2 separate regions of the Sander lucioperca genome follow, and region 1 is linked to region 2. A link is a contact called in public Hi-C data. All regions are on one chromosome and are shown on one strand. The core of a region is the stretch at or near the end of the contact, and the rest is flanking DNA. Distances in the headings are between cores, read along the strand shown. Region 1 holds the start of zcrb1 (zinc finger CCHC-type and RNA-binding motif-containing protein 1). Region 2 holds the start of LOC116039811 (tetraspanin-8-like).

Evidence for each region. A called contact is a pair of places that touch in the nucleus more often than the background predicts.
Region 1: a Hi-C map of muscle shows a contact between it and region 2, with 3 times the contacts expected there. The contact joins the promoter of zcrb1 here to the promoter of LOC116039811 in region 2. A contact is called at or near these places in 2 of 2 Hi-C or Micro-C datasets (liver and muscle).

Annotation. Positions count from the first base shown.
Region 1 is chr20:13,030,702-13,037,345 of SLUC_FBN_1.2, reverse strand. It overlaps zcrb1 (zinc finger CCHC-type and RNA-binding motif-containing protein 1), which reads right to left and starts at 2,795. Exons shown (of 9, transcript XR_004896012.1): 1 at 2,621-2,795; 2 at 2,379-2,481; 3 at 2,184-2,212; 4 at 1,906-2,017; 5 at 1,690-1,797; 6 at 1,408-1,517; 7 at 1,243-1,321; 8 at 825-1,039; 9 at 668-794. It overlaps pphln1 (periphilin-1), which reads left to right and starts at 2,764. Exons shown (of 11, transcript XR_004896011.1): 1 at 2,764-2,870; 2 at 3,467-3,531; 3 at 3,990-4,054; 4 at 4,527-4,742; 5 at 5,759-5,823.
Region 2 is chr20:12,894,138-12,901,116 of SLUC_FBN_1.2, reverse strand. It overlaps LOC116039811 (tetraspanin-8-like), which reads left to right and starts at 5,225. Exons shown (of 9, transcript XM_035996275.1): 1 at 5,225-5,456. The coding sequence starts at 5,397. It overlaps pus7l (pseudouridylate synthase 7 homolog-like protein), which reads right to left and starts at 855. Exons shown (of 10, transcript XM_031284889.2): 1 at 763-855; 2 at 1-229. The coding sequence starts at 184.

The DNA.
Region 1 (6,644 bases), core at 1,546-4,045, 140 kb before region 2:
AAAGCTATGTGTTAACCACTCATATCAGATCACTGTACTTGGAATCCTCTCATCTCCCTGCACCTACGACTTTGACTCGAAGACTGCAGAAATACCGCAGCTATTTAGACCTCACCACAGCTGCATTAAATATCGGGAAATCCCTCGCTTTATTCGCGTGCTGACGCAAGCGAGCATCAAAAACCAAATTCCAAAGCGAACCACTGTACCGCGACTCTCATCTATCATAATGCTTTTCAAATGATGGGATGAGCCCCAGACTGAGGCCGGGGGTTCCCAAACCTTTTCATATCAGCTGGATCTCCTTTATGTCCCGAAGATGAGACTTTACCGCATTTTTGCATTCATACTGTCAAGATCACTGCAAGTAGTACAGTTTGGCACTTAATCGTGGTTGGTGTATCAAGCAGAAAATTCGTCATACAAATACCCATTATGCTTAACTGACACACATAACCGCTTTTGATATGTTATGGAGAAAATTATTCATGTATATAACATAATCCAACCACTAATTTGATCAATGATAAATAAAAATGGACATTTCCAGCATCAGTTGCGTTTCCAAATTTACATTTGCTTCATCGACCTAAGCAAATGAATAAATAATCGTTTTTCTTCAGCATTCTTGATCTGATTCAGGAACAACTAACAATTCATTTGGTAAGTCATTAAGAAACAAAGTTTTATTGACTGACTGACTTTGGAAAAACACCACATATGCTCACTCGATCAATCCAAGAACAGAACATGTCGTTACAAAAAGAGGAAAATGTAAATTCATCAGTGTCAACGGAAGCATCCCCACTATAATACAATACAATTTACAAAAATAAAGCAATATTTGACTAACAACTTATGTCCAAACTGTGTATTATTATTATTATTAGTCACTGAGCTCCTCCTCGTCACTGAAGTATGCACTCTTTTTGATCCTTGGTTTCTTAGAGTCTGAGGATGTTGAAGCGTGAGCACCGTCCTCTTGAGACAAGCGTGCCTGCTTCTTCTGCGTTTCATTCTCTTCCTCAATACGGGCTTGCTGGAGGGACACAAAAGACAGAAGAAATATGACACTGCTAAAAGATAATAACATACATTTTACATGCAGAAAGTGTTTCCAGTTCCCACAGCCTCAGTCCAAACAGCAGTTATTCATATTGCCTACTAGTTCTCAACTTTTTTGGGGGAGTAGGTTACATTTCAGTAGCGAAGCCTATTTGGATTTCTATATTCGTCACTTACCTGAAAAGCTATTGCTTGGCTCAGACTATCTAAGGTTGGGTCCTCTCCCTCTTCTTCACTTTCTTCTTCTTCTTCTTCACTAAAAAGGGAAAAGACGTAGGAATTACAAAAACAACAATACCCAATATACAATATATCACAAAATATCAGCTATAAAATACTTACACGTGCTCAGGTTGTTCAGCCTTTTTCTTCTTTTTCTTTTCTTTCTTCTTTGGAGGTTCCCTCTCTCCCAGAATGTTTTTGGGGCATGCGTAGCTCAGATGACCTGTATCCTGTGAGGTTTCATTTAATAATGCACAAAATCAGACAACTCTTTCTGGGATGATTTTTTTTTTTGTGCACATTTTTGTTTCCATTCAAGGCATAAAAAAAGATTATACTTGCAACTGTAAGTCAATAAAATGTGATGATCTCACAGAAAGAAACTGTTAAATATGCACTGACCCCACATTCGTAACATTTAGTCTTGTCTGTGTAGTTCCGTCGTCTTATAAACTCAGTTGCTCGCCCATTGTCTACGGCAATGCTAGCTTTCACTGTTCTGCCAAACAACTGAGAGACAAACACATTTGGAAGTCTGACAACAAGTGAATATCAGAAACATCACTCACAAGGAGACTGCAGCTAATGCTCAGAGCCATACAGTATGAACAGACTCACCTGTTTGTTATTCACTGCTCTTGCACAGTTGTGAGCTGATTCTCTGTCCAGGAAGAGAACAAACGCCACCCCTTTACTCTGGCGAGTGTCTTTATCTTTAACGATTGTAACCCTGAAATATGCACGAGTTATTAACATCATCTTTTTTTTTTTTTTTTTTTTAAACGTGTAATAATAACTATTACAAGTATCCAGAGCCTTTATTTGATCGTTGTGGGTTATTCCTTCACTACTTTGCTGTAAGATAACAAATAAAGTATGATAGAGCCGTTACTTACTTTACAACTTTTCCATATTTGGTGAATAGCTGAAATGAGACAAAGTGATCTGTTTCAGTAAGGACCACGGTGGAATTTGACTCATTTGTGGGTTTTTTGCCAAACAAAAGCATCATTAGTAATTACAAACATCATTAGCAACATTTTTTCACAACACTGATGAACACTTGTCAACAATTGTAATTGTTGTCTTACCTTGTGTAGGTCATTGTTGGTAAGAGAGAATGGCAGGTTTGACACATACACAGTGCTTTTGCTTGGTGCCAAACCCCCGCTCATACTGGACGCATATGGCACACTGTAAGACAAATAAGACAGATGATCATAACATTGTTTAATGCACAACCAGCTACTTAGCTTTCTTGTTAAATTCATTCATGTCGCGTTAAACCTTTTTAACGTAACTGCAATCAACTGACTACATTAACCAAACTTACCACTTACCAACACTACCTCCACCGTTGAAAAATATCTAAATGTGTTTAAAATAGCAGAATTGTGTGTATTTGTATCATGGATGTATTATGATTTGTATGCAGCTAGCTACTTTAGCAAACAGAAACAAACGCCATGTCTGTACGTCGCAACTTGATGACGTATGCGCATTCCTTGTCCAATAAAACAGCCGTTATCCATGTCGCTGCTACACCTACCGGAAAGGCTAGGCTAACTAAACGATAGAGGAAGGTGAGATTGTTGTGCTAGCTTGGGCTACTGTCGGTTATTTAACCCGTGTTTATCTAGAAGATGCAATATTTCGCCGTAAATATTTATTTGTGATTTTTGTGTGCCGGTATCGATTAGTTAATTTGCTCTCAGATTAAATAAAACCTCCGAATTTGCAGCAAATATGGAGGCTAGCTAATTAGCAATGTTAGCTGTCTTTTCTGCGTGGAGCTAACGTTACAGTAGTTAATGTTAGTACTAACTGTTAATTCACCATCACAGAACATGTAGTGATTTGTGTAACTTATCGGCTGGGTGCGATGAAGCTAACGTTAGTGCTATGTTTAATATGGCGTTGTTGGTCAAATGAGCATTCATCCATCGGTCAGTCTATTCTGCAGAAAGAAACCTCTGCCAGCTCAGTTGCTTGAATCACACATCTCATGTTCAAACAGTGCTCCACAACTTATCTTATTTTAAAAATGTGCAACATAGAGCGGTTTTTATTCTCTACAAAAGTATGCATCTCATTTATTTCTTTTATAGGCTCCTAAACAGTTGCATGGAAACTTATTCCAAGTGTATATGTTAGTCTTCACAGTGTTGTCTTTTTACAGATTGTGTTGAAGATCACATCTCATTATCGTATCACCCCGATTCACAGAAGTCCTTGAGTCCAAAAGTAAGTTAGTGACAACACTTGTCTTTACAATACATTTGTTTACCAGTGTTTTGTTTGACACCAAGACCACAACAAGAGAAATACCACTACTGCCTAAATAGAAATAATAAGTAAATAAAACAGGATCATATGGCACATGCAAGAATTGGGACAATATTCAGAGCATTTTATATATTTTAAAAGTATTTTTGCAAGAGCTGTTTTAGTGTTGCAGCATGCACCTGACTGAACCAAAATGCTTTCACATGATGAAACTCTTGTCCCATGGTTGTCATCAAACTAAATATAGGCTATCCTTTTATGTTCTTGCATATCTAGTGCAAATTTGTTTTACTAAAATATTGCTGCCTCAGGAAGCTGACTTTGGCATTGGCATTTTTTTTTTTTTTTTGTGGAACCACCGTTGCATGATTACATGTACAATGCATTCATCCCTGCTGTTGCTCTGCCTTTTGCAGTGACGTACAGGAGAGACAGGAGTATACGAGAGGTGTATGATGAACGCTTTTTAACAGAGAGACCGGTGAGTGTGTACAAAGTGAATTCAGTCCATTTTCTTTTCTTGATAGCACTTTGACCTTGTTGTATCACATTCAAGAGTATGCGCATAAAAACACAAGTAGGAAGACTTGCAGTATATGTCTTTCAAGCAGCCTGGATACATTATTTGGAGAGAGCATATTTCTACTACAACTATAAATAAAATGTAATGTATTTTTTCTGACATGGATGGACAACATGTCATACGAACTAGTTCTGACCAAGTATACCATGGCTTTATACAGCTCGCTTAATTGAGAAAAATCCTCTATTTAATTGCGACATCAGGTGAAGAAGTTCTTAGCCAGGTTGACATAAGCCAAGGGTAATTTGAGCAGACAAACATTTTTACGCAGAAATTTACAAAATTAGATTCCCCCCAACAACATTTTTTTTATTTTTTTAAAATAATTTAACTGCAAATGTAAAATAATAAAATGTACCCATCCTGGTAGGGTCCGTACCCACGGGCAGCTGGGGCAGCAGAGAGGAGGGGCCCCTTTAGCAGGCCAGAGGACGACTATGGCCGCGGCGGGTACGAATACGAAGGAGGTCCACGCTTCTTCCCAAATGGAGGAGGCCCACGAAATTATCATGAAGATCAGAGGGGCTACCATGGTGACAGCCTTCATTTCCCTGCTGAACGCAGAGCTGTTCCACCTTCAAGAAGGGTGAGAGCATGAATGTCATACAATTAACATTGTTGTGTTCATATGAACAAATTAGTTAAAATGTAGTGACAGTGTGTGAAGTGGAGATAAAATAGGAACTTCCAAAGACTGCCTCAATATTAGCAGCTGCCACTGCACAAAGTAATTGAGTTACATTAATAAACAACTCTAGGGTTTTCCCTACCATTATAAGACTTAGGCGCAGCACCCATCTGGTTTGGGCACCACCTAAGCCAGATGAATGTAAAATCAATGTGGGCACCAAAACTAACTACATGACTTTTCTCAGATCTAATAATTGTAGTTGATCCCCAGTCGACTTCTTTAGCAAGTTTTGTCTTTCAGCTTTTAGGTTTTCCAACGTTTTAGACACACGTATGGTAATAATAATAATATGCAACTGCATATCATGTTAATATTGTTAGTTTAATATGCACACTCAAATTTGGCCAGCTGAGGGCGCTATAGTTAAAAGGATCAAATTTAAATATTTTCAAGCCAAACAGTGTGTGCTACAATGTTGCTGTTTATTATGATATGCATATCAATTTCTTCTTGGACTTTGACATTCCAGTATGAGGGATGTTGTTGTCATATCATTTTTTTTAACTTAGTTTTTTTCTCCCTTTTTGCAGTGGTTTCTTTGTCTTTATTGCTGATAAAGCTGACTAACTTAGTGACATTTTCCCAGCGACACATTCTAAAATGAACTAAAAACGATGTCTTGGCATCAATATTCATTTAGCATATTTATCAGTATCAGGTCATGAATCCATGAGATACTGTAAAATAAACTGTAGGGGGGAACGTTTGGCTGTATGGAAGTTAAAGGCACATTTTGAAATCAAAACTGGTAACATCATTTGTAGTTTCAGACTGATCATTTATAACTAAGTTCCATAACATCTGTATTTTAGGACAGGATCAAATCCTTTGAAGAAAAAGTGCCAGCAAAGGTCCCTTTCATGGATTTGATCTTTTTTTTTTTTTTTTTTTACATGTTCTTTATTGGCTAGGAGGACTATCCTTACAGAGTACCCAGGGAAGACCAACAACACACAGGACGGCCTTTGGAGTTTGGGTAAACTGCTTCTGTTTGTCTTGAAGGAGCCAATATTTATTTTCCAAAAAATGAATCTTGTCTACCAAGTTGTACTTGATAAGTAATATCACTCAGCAGAATTGGATGTTATCATTTTGGGTAGCAGGGCCCTTTTTCTATGCACTTGCGTTGTGAGCAAGTCCTCTAGTTAGGCTAAGAAGGGGGATTTCTGCAGGAGTAGGCCTCCATTTTCAGTATGTGTTTGAAATGTTTGTTTACATAACTGCTATTATAAATCATGGTCTGCTCTGACCCATATTGGCTTGTCTCACCCTATTTACATAATTTCTGGCGGTCTCAGTGCTCACCTGGCTCCAGACGATAACTACGGTTCTTAGCTGAACAGTGTCTGTATTTAGGCCACAATTTGGGTGGCAAAAATCTAGACTACGGATTTTGGTTAACAGGTTTACAATATTTACTCAAAACCCTTGGCTCTGGTTCCACTTAAGCATTTCGGTTGCAGTTAATTCACAATCAATTCTGATGTTCGTGTCATTTTGTTTTCTATATTAAAACGGTCATGACGGTGACATTTCCAGCTATTGGTTTGTAAATATGTTTTTTTTATTTTAGATTGAAGTTCACTTAGCTAGATCAAAGAACAAAAAGGTGAAATAAGATAACCCATCCTAAGCTGCAATTTTTGTCGTAGTCCAGTGTCGTGTAATAAGTTTAAATTATTTCAGCTTAAATCCCTTGAGTGGTATCAACGCTGAAAGGCAGTACGGGGCCTATATTAAAAATGCACTGCTGTATACAGTTGCAAAACAGGACAGAAATTTAAAAAAAATATATAT
Region 2 (6,979 bases), core at 3,976-6,475:
TCTGTGTGGCGGCTGCTGCTGCTGCTGCTGCTGCTGCTGCTGCTGCTGTGTTAACACGCTGTCCAGTGATGTCTATCTCAGTGACCACAAAGTCTTTGATAAAGTTTTTTATGCTTCCAAGAAAACCTTCATGGTTTGATATGAAGCACGCAGGGACGTTCACTGCATCACTGTCCTGCTTCATGGTCACTTCATCCAAACACTGCAGAGTTCTCACGTGTTCTTGTTGCTGAAAAGGACAAAGATAAAATGTAATAACAAAATGTGTAAGCTGACAAAAACAAGTCATAGCCTATGTATTTATATGGCACAATGTATACACTTAAGGCAATGTTACAGCAATGTACATGTATTTAAGAGAGAAATAGACTTTAAAAGAGAGAATCCAAAAGAGAATGTAAACATTTATACCAAATCAGATAAATACAATGCGATAATTTCATTAGACGGCAGCAGAGAATAATAGGGTTTTAAGCCTTTAAAAGCAGTCAGAGTTAGGGCACACCTTAAAAAAAAGATGTCTGGAGGTTAAGAAAGATCATAGGTGTTTTTTATTATGCTTAAACCTAGGTTATACATGCGAAATAACCCGTCTATTACAGTACTATCCGTAGCCTACACACAAATCCTACCTCGACTGTGCTGACAGAGAGCTGTACCTGCTACAACAAAGGAAGCAAAGCACATGCCTGTTTTTACACGATAATATACATTTACTGTGAAGATATATTAATTATTGAACTGTTTGTTTACTCAACGAACCTGCACGCGGTATGTAAACGAGGAGCTGTTGATGTAAACACAACAACGCTGAAACAATTCAATCTAGTTCCGCGTCATGTGACCGTCATGTGACCTTTCTTAAAGGGACCGACCATATGAAAAAAACAAGGCTGTGTTAAACGTATAACTGTTCTCTGTAAACAACACTGCTGGTAGGAACTACAATTACTTTAAATTCATTAACCTTAATGTTAAAATAATGTTAATGTTATTTTTAACATCAACAACCATTTTAGATTAATTCAAATAGTGGCGTAAGTGCTCATGAAATTATATTATTGGGATAACACTACCCTAATGAACTCAGCAACAGTCCAAAATATTAAACATTGAATTATGCCTACTAAAATATATAATTTACCACAATTATATACTGTCTCCTTGTTACACAACATAAATAAGTAAAATTAACTTAATGTTAAAGGTCCAGTGTGTAACGTGTTTAGTAGTTCATTATCAAAATCTGTGTTGTCCGTTCACAAACTTGTCCTTTTTCATGAATATTTACCATCACCATCAATTCCAAGCATTCCTTTTGGCTTGAAATTTTACAAAAAATCTTTAGCCAGAGTCCTGAGTGGAATGAAAAAGATTGAGAGCATATTTTTCCATAGTGAGGGTCCGTTTCCCGACTGTTCTCTAGGCTTCATTTCAAGGTTGTAGGTTATAGATTTGTAACATAACTTCCTCCAAACCTTGGACCATTCACTCCAAATAGCAAGATGATCATATTCATAGTAATATGTTTCTAATACTAGTGCTGCTTTGGACCAAGGCCCTGAAAAAGTTCTGGGAGTCGGGGAGGAACTACATCTGCTGAGAAATGTTTAAAGCAGATGATATTTGCTTCACAAACATGTGCTGTTTTTGTTGGTATTATAAGTGTGATTCTGTATAACTGAGGAGGTAGCAAAAAAAACGCTTAAGCAGTGTTAATGTATGAAATTCCTCTCAGTTAAATGCTGTAAGTTTGTTTTGTTGCATGTTATTGTTAAAAGGGGGACTCCAGGTATTCACTATTGCATTTCTACAAAGTTCTCCAGAGCTACCGAAGACATTTTTCAACTGTTTTCACAGACTACATGTGTAAAATCCGTGGAGTGCCCATTTGACTAATACTGAGGCTCTGAATGATGACTCTGTGATCAGCTAGCTGGACTAATGAACTATTTGTCCTCGCCTGTCTGGAGATAACTGACTCTGTCGTGAGTGATTATTGTGTTGTTTGTGATGCTGATATTGGCGTCAAGTATCTCAGTCAGCTTTGTGACAAAAAATCTTTCATCCAAATGCAAAACTGTCATCATGTAACAGTATAGGAACAGAAAAAGGAGAAGTCAATCAATTAATCAACATTTATTTATATGGCACTTTACAGCAACCAGCAGGTATCCAAAGTGCTTTACATCAGGAATCAAGTATAAAACAACATATCATACAATAAAAAGAATGAAACATAGAAAACAGTAAAATCAGAAAAGGTTACATACTGTAGAAACAGGAGGAGGAGAGGGAAATTGTCACACCCCTACTACGTATTAAAAGCCATTCTAAACAAATAGGTTTTGAGTTTGGATCTAAAAAGAGCTACATCTGTAATAGTGTGAATATCAGGGGGTAATTTGTTCCGGAGTCTCGGGGCAGCAACAGCAAAAGCCTGATCACCCCACCGTTTATACCTTGACCTTGGGACTTCTAAAACCAGTTGATTTGAAGACCGCAATGACCTGTTGTGCTCACGTAGGGTTACAATCTCAGACAAATACTCCAGGGCCAGGCCATTTAAGGCCTTGAAAACAAACAATAAAATCTTAAAATCAATTCCAAAACGCACAGGGAGCCAATGTAGGGTGTAGAGAACGGGAGTGATGTGTCCCCGTCTAGATGTAAATGTATTTGTTAAAAAGCGAGCAGCAGCATTTTGCACAAGTTGAAGTCGTGAGATGGAGGTTTGATTCAGACCAACATTAAGAGCATTACAGTAATCCAACCTTGAACTAATAAAAGCATGAATCGCCTTTTCTAGATCGCGCCTGTTAAGGAAGGGCTTAACTTTAGCCAGGAGACAAAGCTAGAAAAATCTCATTATAACAACATTGCTGATCTGCTTGTCAAATTTCATGCTGCAATCAAATGTAACCCCCACATTTTTGACAGCTGGCTTAGTGTATGAAGCCAGAGCTCCCAAACTCAAAGCTGGACTGTTTGGCATGCAAGTTTTATCTTCATTCAAATTAAGAAAGTTATGTGAAAGCCACAACTTAATGTAATTTGGTTTTATAGGCAAATAAATTTGCAAATAATTTGCATAACAATTAAATGATGAAATGGTTATGCTTGCCTATAATAGCCCCTAAAGGCAACATATATAAGGAAAACAGGATGGGGCCAAGAATTGAACCCTGAGGTACCCTACAAGAGAGAGGAGCAATTGACAAGGAGAGGTCACCAATCCTGACAGAGAAGCTCCTATTTGCCAAATAGGAGCTAAACCATTTAAGTGCCGAGCCTTGGATGCCTACACAATGATCAAGGTGAGAGAGGAAGACTGCATGGTCCACTGTATCAAAAGCTGCTGTGAGGTCCAAAAGCCCTAAAGCAGCAGGATTCCCGGCAAGGCAAGAAGTAGTAATTGTTAATAGAAACTTTGGGTATAAAGAAAGTCACTGTGAGACTTTGTGTATGCATAAGGGTTCATTTTCAGTGATCAATATATTTAGAACTTTAAACACATAATTCACACATGGAAGGATCAGTGTTTCAGTGTTTACTCAATCAAACACACAGTAATGATTTTTCTGGACAACAGTGCAGAGAGGTCAGTGTTCACATCTATAATGGTTTGAAGTCAAGAGACGATATCATGAGTGTTCCAAGAAACACAAGTGTTAAACATTACACAATCGCAGATCGTTATGTCAGTTGTATGTTATGAGTGTGGATATTACTGTAATTTAAACATTCAATTCTGTAGAAGACGTCTTGTAACAGCCAACAGCATTTTCCCACAGCAAGAATGTTGCTCCACGAGAATCAAACTGTGCAACATGTATCTCCCGAGAAATATAATTGGTCCAAGCATTTCCAAGAAATAAAAGCAGTTTTTGGCCCTCGGCGTCCTTCCGCCCACCAACATCCTCTGCGCCACAGAAGGTGCATTCATGTCCTACAGATGTGTGAGTGGGTGTCAATAATTTTGTAAGCGCTGATGAAGTTGACTTAAACATTTGGAAACATGGGACAGCTTTACATACGTATGCGTGGATGTAAATGCCTGCATTAGTGTGTGTGTGTGCGTGTGTGTGTGTGTGTGTGTGTGTGTGTGTGTGTGTGTGTGTGTGTGTGTGTGTGTGTCTGTTCACCATGCTCTCCAGATGTGTCTGTGCTCCATCAGGAAATGCTCCACTCTGGATCTGCTTTAACAATTGACTTTTTTTCTGTTGGAACTCCAGGGACCATTAATGTTGCAGCAAAGTGCATCTGAATCTGTGCCTGAGAAATAGATCGATAGATAGTGTGAGTGTGTGTGGGACTGTGATGGGAAGTCATGTGATGCAGCCTCTCACTAGTTCCTTTGTTCGTCCAAGACAACAGCAGACAAAAAGAGCTTTATGGGGGACTTTTGAGGTCCATTTGAGAGCTCTGTTTTCTCTGTCTTTGGATCAGTCTTGTTCTCTTTCTGGTCTTTCACTGGTAACATAATCAAGTTTTTGGTAAACCTCCTGTGATTACTTTCCTTTTCACTGTTCCTACAGGTACACTGTCAATATTTCTCTCTCTGCCCCTGCAGCACAGCACACACATTAAAGTCAGCCATCACAATAAACTAATATACAAACTGATCTGTTCCTGTTAATTCGGGCGGGAAAAAAACACTTGTGTGTCTGAGGTAAATGGCCCAGAAAGACGTTTAAAATATCCATCATTGTGTTGTTGCAATATCCACTCCAGCTGATGATATTGGTGTTACTAGTCATTACGAGGTTACATGCATTACTGAGAACCTCTTCATTTGACTTGAGTGATGGCTTTTCTGCTAATTATATGATCCATAACAGCACTATAATGTCACAGTATACATTGGATTTATGTTTGCAGTACCTGCACTATGTCCTACTCACAGCAGTACAGTAAACATGCTCTCATTTATCTAAGCTGTTGTCGATACATATTGTATATTGATAAGTTTTGTAATAGTAAACGTACAGTGTGTCTTTAAAACAAAACCTTACTTAAAGGCCTGGGGTCTAAACACACTGAGCAGTTAATTCTGGGCTACAGACCAGTCACAAAGTGCCTTCAAAACAAAAAAAACTAAACAATTCTATCACTTTTCACCCATTCCTGAACAATCTGTAATACTGTTTCCCCACAAATGATATTCATTAATTCCACCCACACACATATACAGCCCCTCCAGATGGGCAGGGCCATTCACCCAATACCATCGGATTTCCTCCCACACGCCCATGCACAAACACCAAGGGGCTGTGCGCGCAACAAGATGAGAAGTTTCTCTCTCTATTAAAGACGCATCTCCATAGCGTGCGCTTCTATTTAGGAAAACTTTAAACGGCATTACAAATATTGACGGCGAGTTTAAGCGCAACAACATGGGGAAAGTGAACGTCTGTTTGAAGCGAAGTTACATTATAGTGATAAGTTTGATCGCGGTAAGTGTTTGTTTTTTTCTTTCTGCTGCTTCTACAGAAACAGTTCATAGGCTACTCAAATGAACCACTTTGTAAGTGTAGATTATTCAACATAAAATCCGTCAAACTGTGGTTGTATCAGATGCTTACATCTACAAGTCGATTATTTCAATTCAGTTGTTTTCAGAGCAACTTATTAAAGAAGTGTGATATCTTATTGGTGCTTCAGTTGTAGCCGAGAGAAACGAGAGGAAGTGGAGCTTGTCTTAAGAAAATGCAGACGTTTAATTTGAAAAATCAAAACTTGTTGGAATAAATATTCAGTAGAGAAAGTGAACCCCCAGTGGATAAAGGGGACATTGTAAATAGCTAAAGAAATCTCTCCAGACGATGATAAGCAGTTGTTATTATTAATACCTTTTTTGTAGCTAATAAGGGACCGTTCGGTATTTATGGAATGGACCACAGGAGGAAAATAGTGGGAGGGTCATGTCTTTTTATTTTTTTGCTGAGGGGAGGGTCATCCAACATTTTTTAGTCTGGGTGGTGTGGTCACCCAACTTTTTTATTCATGAAAAGAGCAAAATTTCAAAGTGGCTTGTTTGGTGCATATTTATCCATGTAGCTCTCAGTCTCGGCCCCCTAGCAGATGGTTCTGACCCCAGTTTGCTCAATAACACAAAACAACTAAATGGTGATAGGTAATACATCTGATTTCATATACTGCTTTAGTAAAAAAAAATCTTACCTGGCTGACGATGGGAGCAGCAGGACGCATAAAACGAAACTTACTGTTGCACTAGTCTGGACATCTTGCCGTGCCAACCTTGCAATAAAGGTTTCCTAAATGCCATGTATATAGATGTGATGTCAGCTTACTAATTGATTGCGGGTTTTGTGTAGATTTGGACTTGTATACGTTTATTCCACTTTGTTTAAACGGCGAAGTGGAGAGGCCTCGTTCACCTGTTTAGAGCTGGCTGGTGAATGTGACGCTCGTATAGGCCTTGCTGGATACACCGTATCATTTACCTGTTTGTGGATCTACTGATCGCTGTGGATTACTTTTTTTCATGTCATTGGATTACGGCAAAATACGGAACTTTTTTCTCAACGTGTCTTAACGTTTTATAGTGTGACTGCGCTTGGTTTCTGCGTTTGGAGAGGCATCTCAACAGACTGTAGGTAGAACACTGATTGTTCACTGTTACATTTTAGTTGAATTTAAGTGTTGGGGCATTCCGCCACCGTCTGTCTATTGCGTTCCAAAACAGCCGTGCCGCGATTGGATTTCATAAGGGCGAATTGTTAAATTGTTACAATGTAACTTAAAATCTGCTTTGAAAATAAACATATATGTTTTGGAATATAATGTTCAGCTTCGGCAGCTTTACCTATGTGCTAAAATATACAATGACGATAGTGACAAGTCCATAGCAACCAGTGTTGAATTGGTTATATCCCAGTGTCCTTTGTTGAATGGTCTCAATGTTTTATTGTTTTATTTCATATGAATACTAGTTTAGGAGTAACTTAGGGCGTTT